2 separate regions of the Mus musculus genome follow, and region 1 is linked to region 2. Evidence: chromatin contacts called from public Hi-C data. All regions are on one chromosome and are shown on one strand. The core of a region is the stretch at or near the end of the contact, and the rest is flanking DNA. Distances in the headings are between cores, read along the strand shown.

Region 1 (3,590 bases), core at 90-2,589, 870 kb after region 2:
AAGCTTGAAAGATCCCAGATGTCCTTCAACAGAGGAATGGATACAGAAAATGTGGTACATTTACACAATGGAGTACTACAGAGCTATTAAAAACAATGAATTTATGAAATTCTTAGGCACATGGATGGAATTAGAAGATATCATCCTGAGTGAGGTAACTAAGTTACAAAAGAACACACATGGTATGCACTCACTGAATAAATGGATATTACCCCAAAATCTCAGAATACCCAAGATATAATTCACAGACTACATGAAGCTCAAGAAGAAGGAAGACCAAAGTGTGGAAGCTTCAATCCTTCTTAGAAGGGGTAACAAAATACTCATAGGAGCAAATATGGAGACAAAGTTTGGAGCAGAGATTAAAGGAAAGCCATCCGGAGACTCCCCAACCTGGGCATCCATCCCATATACAAACACCAAACTGAAACACTGTTGCAGATGCCAAGAAGTGCTTGATGACAGGAGCCTGACATAGCTGTCTCCTGAGAAGCTCTACCAGAGCCGGACAAATACAGAAGCAGATGCGCACAGACAACCATTGGACTGAGCATGGGATTCCCAAGGAAGGAGTTAGAGAAAGAACTGAAGGAACTGAAGGAGTTTGCAACCCCATAGGAAGAGCAATAATATCAACCTACCAGACTCCCCCCACCCCCATCCCCAGAGCTCCCAGGGACTAAACCACCAACCAAAGAGTACACATGGAGGAACCCATGGCTCCAGCTGCATATGTAGCAGAGGATGGCCTTGTTAGACATCAAGGGGAGGAGAGACCCTTGGTCCTGTGAAAGTTTGATGCCCCAGTGTATGCCATGGCAGGGAGGCAGGAGTGGGTGGGTGGGGAAGCACCTTCATAGAAGCAGGGGGAGGGAGGATGGGATAAGGGGTTTCTGGAGGGGAAACTGGGAAAGTGAATAACCTTTGAAATGCAAATAAATAAAATATCCAATAAAAAAAAAGGAGAGAGGGAAAGAGGGAGAGGGGAAGAGGATAGGGAAGGAGGGGGAAAGGGAGGGATCAATTCTCTCTTTCAGATATGTCTGTATTTCTCAAAAAGTGCAAAACAAAGGTTCTTATTGCTATCCATCAGAGACCCATCATCCTTACTCTGAGGACAGAGCATCCTTGAGCTCCAGATAACTGGGGTTGCAGAGCAAAGACACTTTATGCTCAAGGCTTACAGATAAGGTTTTGAGCCTCAGCAATGACACTGCTGCTCTCTACATGTGACAGCTATACAAGTATTTTTAGCTTTGCTCCAGAAAGGATGAGCATCAGCTCTGGAGTCACATGTCTTTTGCTACCACAAGCCAGGCTGTCATCTTCAGCGAAATGCTTTGCCTAAAACCTTCTCTCTTCACATCTGTGCAACTAGGAGAGTATGAGCACCTCACTCACTGGCTCTTGGCGAGGGTTAAAGAAGAGAATGGTTTATGAAGCACATTTCTTCTTGCCTGGCACTTGCTAAGTGCTAACTAAATGGTTGCAATTATAATTATTCATGTATTCATTCAAAAACTATGTATTAATCATCTTCTCTGTGCCAGGCATTGCTAGGCAATGTGAGAATACAAAGATGAATAAATGAGGAGTCCCTCTCCTCAAAACTCTCCCTGCATTATGTCCATATGTAACCTTTGCATTTATTCATGTATGTAAATCCTCGTCTGTGTGTGTGTGTGTGTGTGCCTGTGTACTCTGTACATTGGGAGTGCCCATGGCATGAATTCTGCACTCTGTGCAAATTGCAGTGAACAAAGTCCCGCTTTGAAACACAAGAGAAGGGTGGGGGCTGCTGATGTAGCCATCCATCTTTCTCCTCTTCAGAGGTGGGTGGCTGTTTGCTCTGGGAACACTGACGATATGACCATTAAATCATTTCAGAATGGTGGAGCTGGGAGGTCCTAGCAAGGCCTTCCCTCACACCCACCCTGTTCTGGCACAAAGAAGGGTGTTATACCTCATACACAGAAACAGGCAGGCCACAGGAAAAGGGCTCTTTGTGCCAAGTAGTTTTGCCCAGTCCTCCTCCAAGTGGGGAATCAAGAAACGATCCATCAGCCTGGTTGTCTGGGAGTACCGAACTCCTCGAAACAGACCTATTAGCTGAAAGGATAAATATTTACTCTGAGTTCATCTGAATAACCCAGAAAGGGAACTCTGGTTTTTGTCAGTAATAAAAACACTCCCACCTAAGTCTGGAATTAGAGCTTTTTGTCTTTAAATCTTCCCTGCCTAGAATCACTCAGACTTCCTGTGAAAAACTAGATCAGGATTTCCTCATGTCCTCCAGAGCAGCTGGGGTTGGGGGTGGTGGTGGTTGGGGGGGGCACAAAGGCAGGCAGGGGTCATTCTACATGGGGGGTATTTTCTTTTACTGCACAAGTATGTGTGGCCTCTGTTTGCCTCTTAGTACACAGGTAACTGAAATCTTTGCCCTCGGGAGAGAAGGTGCAGACCGTTCTCTTAAAACACTCCAAATGGTGAAACAAGAGATTTTAGATAAACAGTTTTCAGAGGACCCCATTTCCTGAGCTATGCTTTGATCACATGATGACACCAGCAGCAAAAACACTGTTGTTATCCTTCCAAGGAAGATGTTCCAGAAAGAACTATTGTCTGGCTCAGAAAGGGGAGGATTTGATGCCATGGGGGAGGAGGGGAGAGCCATGGAGGAGGCTTGAGTAGAAGGATGGAGGAGGTGGGACATGCATCCCACACCAGACAAGTCCAGGGTGTTTGCCACAAGCTCCAGCCCCACTTCCCCCTCTTATGTCCCCTCATCTCTTTTGCACATCCAACAGTGACCTGAAGGGAAAATGTGCAGATGCTAGAAGCCATGCCTTTGTCTTCAATCTCAAGTCCAGTTCAAGGTCTGGGGTACAAATGTTCTTCAGAAAACATCAAATGAATGAGAGTGTTCATCATGATCTCTCCTTCAACCCCTCTGACTTCTTACTTCTCTCTCTATATATATTATGGGGGTAATGATATCCCCCAAGATTGTATAAAAATGAAAATGAACACCTATGCATTGCCACAGAGCCTGGTGCATTATATGAATCTAAAAAGTGTTAGCATAAATCTTCATATTAAAGCACTAGAAAAAGGCAAGTCATGGAGCTAGATCATGTGAAAGTTGTCAGTTCAAAGGCAGTGTAGTTAGCAAATTTGCAAGGCTCAGTTAGCTGGGATAAGCAATCTATGCTGGAGATGCTCCAACCTCATGATGCCTGTTATAGAAGACTGCTGATTTTTACTGGAACTGAGCAGAAAGATGCCCTGTGCTCCCAGACCAGTTTGTATCTTATAGGATCAGAATACCATCAGTAAACAGGTAGAGACCAATGGAAAGATATTTCTCCATTATTAGCCTTACAATTAAAATACATTTGTGCCCTGTCACAGTGAGTCTGTTGTCTTAATCAAAATGATAAATAGATGAAAGACAACATTGCTGTCTCTAATGCAGTGGAGAAACTGCTATATAATTTCTTTGTATCATTTATTCCTACATAGTATAGACATAAATACTTAATTTGCTTTAGAAATAAAAGCAGTTTGTGGTGAATTAATTAATGGGGAAA
Region 2 (3,364 bases), core at 447-2,946:
TAGATTCAACATCTGTTAGATCTTGGAAGCTTGCTGAATTATTATGCATTAATGGCCCAAATCTGGTCTACCAGATGTGTCTTGGGACACATAAGGAGTCTGGGGAGGTGTGGTGAGACTATCTGAAGCTTAGGGTCCAGTCTTTTTTCATGGAAAGAGCCTTGCTCTTTCCTTTCATGCATGCTGTGTGCAGGGACTTTTCCTGAGTCGTGTTAAGATTTGGCCACTGCACTAAGATATAGGGATCATCACCCTCACTCTGCAGAACAGAAAAATGAGTCCTAGCAAGGCTGGTCACCTGCAAACCTAAGCCTAAGTCATGAGGTAGATTTGAGTCTGTGTCACCCTAGGTCTTCAGTGTGGATTCTTCTATAAGACATCCTTTAGGGTTCTTAGGGCTGTGTACGTCAATCCCATTTTGTCTGCCATTTTTTTGGGGAAAACCAACAGAAGATGAAGTTAGAGCCAGAAAGGTGATGCTGTAGTGATAATGAAAACATCAGTCACATTAAGCATTTTTTTTTTAGGGGTGGAGGTGGGGTCAGGACCACCACTGACAACATTTTGTGCAGGACTAGCTTCATGCAGAGGATATACCCATACTGATTTTCATACTATTACTCCTCCTCCTCCTCCTCCTCCTCCTCCTCCTCCTCCTCCTCCTCCTCCTCCTCCTCCTCCTCCTCCTCCTCCTCCTCCTCCTCTTCTTCTTCTTCTTCTTCTTCTTCTTCTTCTTCTTCTTCTTCTTCTTCTTCTTCTTCTGGTTCAGGTTGCTACTGCATCCCTTCAACTGAGAGACCTCTTCAGAACTTTTCATAATCTTTTGATGGGAAACTGGGACATCCAGACATCAGGAGTATTTTCAACGCCCTCCGGTTGTGTTGGTAACACCTGCTCATGCATCATACTTCTTCACTGCTTCAGATCCTTACATTTTCTCCTCTTTTTTTTCCTGTCCCAGGACCTTTGTTCTCCATCTCTCCATCTTTGCTAACAACCCTTACCCCCAACTACTGGCCCCACATGGCAGCTTCCTGCTGACTCTTCAGTCCTTCACCTCAGAGTTTTCTACCCAAAGAAACCTTGATAGGACTCCTGTTTGCTTTCCTCTTCTATAGAGTCCTCAAAGAACCTAATCTATTTTTAGTTCTATCTTAGTTTGCCTACTCAGTGCCTAGTTTCTCTCTCGAGCTGTGTACTTTACAAGGAGAATAGTGGTTCCACAATCAGTCACAGTTTGGCCCTGTGTCAGGTTCTCAGAAAGTGAATATCAACATTAGATGGGAGGATTCAGCACTAAGCAAAGTATGGGAAAAAGAAAGCCCAGGAGTGAAGAAACGATTATTATCCTTTGGGGGACTTTGGGAACGAGGATATATATAAGGCAGGGTTTGGGAGACAAAGACAGCAATGTCTGCAGGCACAACTCTGAAGACCTGTGTACTTTCTAGCTTAGCCATTCCTGCAGTCACAGGTTCCCGTGCTGCTGCTGGGGCTGGAATGAAATCTCTGGGGATCTTAACCTTGCTTGCTGGGTGCAGTTGCCATGGAGGCTGCAGCCCAGCTGGAGCTTTTCGGAGCTGGCAGGTGGATCAGCCTGCAGCATTTTTTTTTTTCTTGCCTGGACCCTGGCAGCTCTCAGAGTTTCAAAGCTGGAACACGCTGACCAGAACACCATGACCTTTGGCACAATTTCCTCCTGTCTTCTCTTCTGCTCCCAAAGCAAGGGGGAGGAGCCCAGCTTCTTTGCTCTGGCTCTCGCTCCCTGCAGGACAGGTTTGTTTTAGGTGCAGGGAGGAGAGGAAAGGAAGAAAGAAGGGCACCCAGGTGGCTGTGCTGTGAGCAGCAGGGGTGCCAGATGGCTTTCTACCCTACTTGGAACTTGAGTCTTTGGTAAAGTGTGTCAGCCCATTCGATTTTTCTCACTTCAAACTCTGACTCTGTAGCCTGCTATAGGCGTAGCTGCCTGGACCCTGGCGAACTCAGATTAGGGTAACCTTCTGCCTTGCATCCTTGCCATCCAGCCTTTACAGTGCCACCTCCTTATGGATGAGCTGGATTTAAGTGGCAGTTATTAAGGACTTGCTGAGCCTTCGCTATTTCATCTTCAAATGGGGATAATAGAAAGTTTCTAGCACCATTTAGAAAATTAGAGTTAGTATGCACAACAGGCCTGGCATAGGCCGCAGGAATCAATAAATGACAGTTGACATCATTATTATACACCTCGTCTCATTTATCTTCATAGATTGATATCACTGCTTTAAAAATAATTTTTAAATTACACTTATTTGTGTGTGCATGCATGGTGTGTGTGTGTGTGTGTGTGTGTGTGTGTGTGTGTACCTGTACAATATGCCATGGCATAGTTGTGAAGATTAGAGTACAACTTGTAGAAGTTGGTTCTTTCCTTCCACCCTGTGGGTCCTGAGGATCAAACTCAATTTGTCAAGTCTGAGGGTTAGTGGCTTTATCTCCTTGGATGTATTTTGTGGGTGTAATATTATTAATTCTTAGCTGGGGAATATAGGTCTAGGAGACCCTATGGCCTCTATTTTCAAAGCTCAGAATAAAAAAATAAACATTCCTCCATTTCCAAGCTCTTTCTCTATGTGAACTTATAAACACCTTTCACTTTGTTTAATATTAAATTCCTCCTACCTGGTGTTTATTGCTCATCCTCTATGTAACTGACACAGGGCCAAGCTATGATGATCTAGCTATGAAAACATCACTGAACTCACCCTCATAGAGTGCATAGAGGTAGTGAAATTGTAATCATGAAGGAACTAAGGTAGAACTAAAAACCAGAATGGGTACTAGGAGGGAACAGAACAGTGGTAGGAATCATGCCTGTTCCACTCCATCTTGGACTCTTTTTATTTTTTCTGTCTCCCACTTTTGCCTTGGCTTACTTCCCTAAGAAATGGAAGTCCAATATAGTTTATGCAATTGGCTTCTAGAGTAAGTTTTGGGTTCTCCCAATGTCTATGAAATAACATAGAGTAGAAAGCACTGCCCGCATCTGTAGAGGATCTTACAAGGTGTTCTTATGTTAGTCATCTGTTTTTGAATTCATAGTCTCCCTCTGTAGCTGAGGATGTCTGCAGTTTCATAGGAGGGGTTTATTCCCTGTGAGTTTAGGCCTTATTAGGATATGTCTTATTTGAGTGGTGGGCAAATTTCTGGGCAATGTGCTTATGAGGCTGGCTTTACTCTCCACTCTACAATTTATGAGCTCATTCTGCGCGTCTCTCTTTGTCTATAAAATGAGGATAATTACAACAGTATGATAACAATTTGTAAAATCTGCTCATCACAGTGCCTAGCATATGGGAGAATTTGATCAATAATATATGGTAGT

What was found. Hi-C and Micro-C count contacts between places; a contact is called where the count stands out from the background.
Region 1: a Hi-C map of uterus shows a contact between it and region 2, with 9 times the contacts expected there. The contact joins two enhancer-like sites. A contact is called at or near these places in 4 of 484 Hi-C or Micro-C datasets (bone marrow-derived macrophages and uterus) and 1 of 115 datasets of contacts at active chromatin or transcription factors (astrocytes).

The regions. Positions count from the first base shown.
Region 1 is chr15:63,161,707-63,165,296 of GRCm38.p6, forward strand. No RefSeq gene overlaps it. Among named protein-coding and RNA genes, the nearest start is that of Gm30159, 18 kb to the left of the region's middle. Within about 2 kb of position 1,340, at least 37 of the 459 cell types and tissues checked have an H3K27ac peak or open chromatin away from gene starts, as enhancers often do. A contact at or near this core is called in uterus, where this site is marked.
Region 2 is chr15:62,293,780-62,297,143 of GRCm38.p6, forward strand. No RefSeq gene overlaps it. Among named protein-coding and RNA genes, the nearest start is that of Pvt1, 260 kb to the left of the region's middle. Within about 2 kb of position 1,697, at least 64 of the 459 cell types and tissues checked have an H3K27ac peak or open chromatin away from gene starts, as enhancers often do. A contact at or near this core is called in uterus, where this site is marked.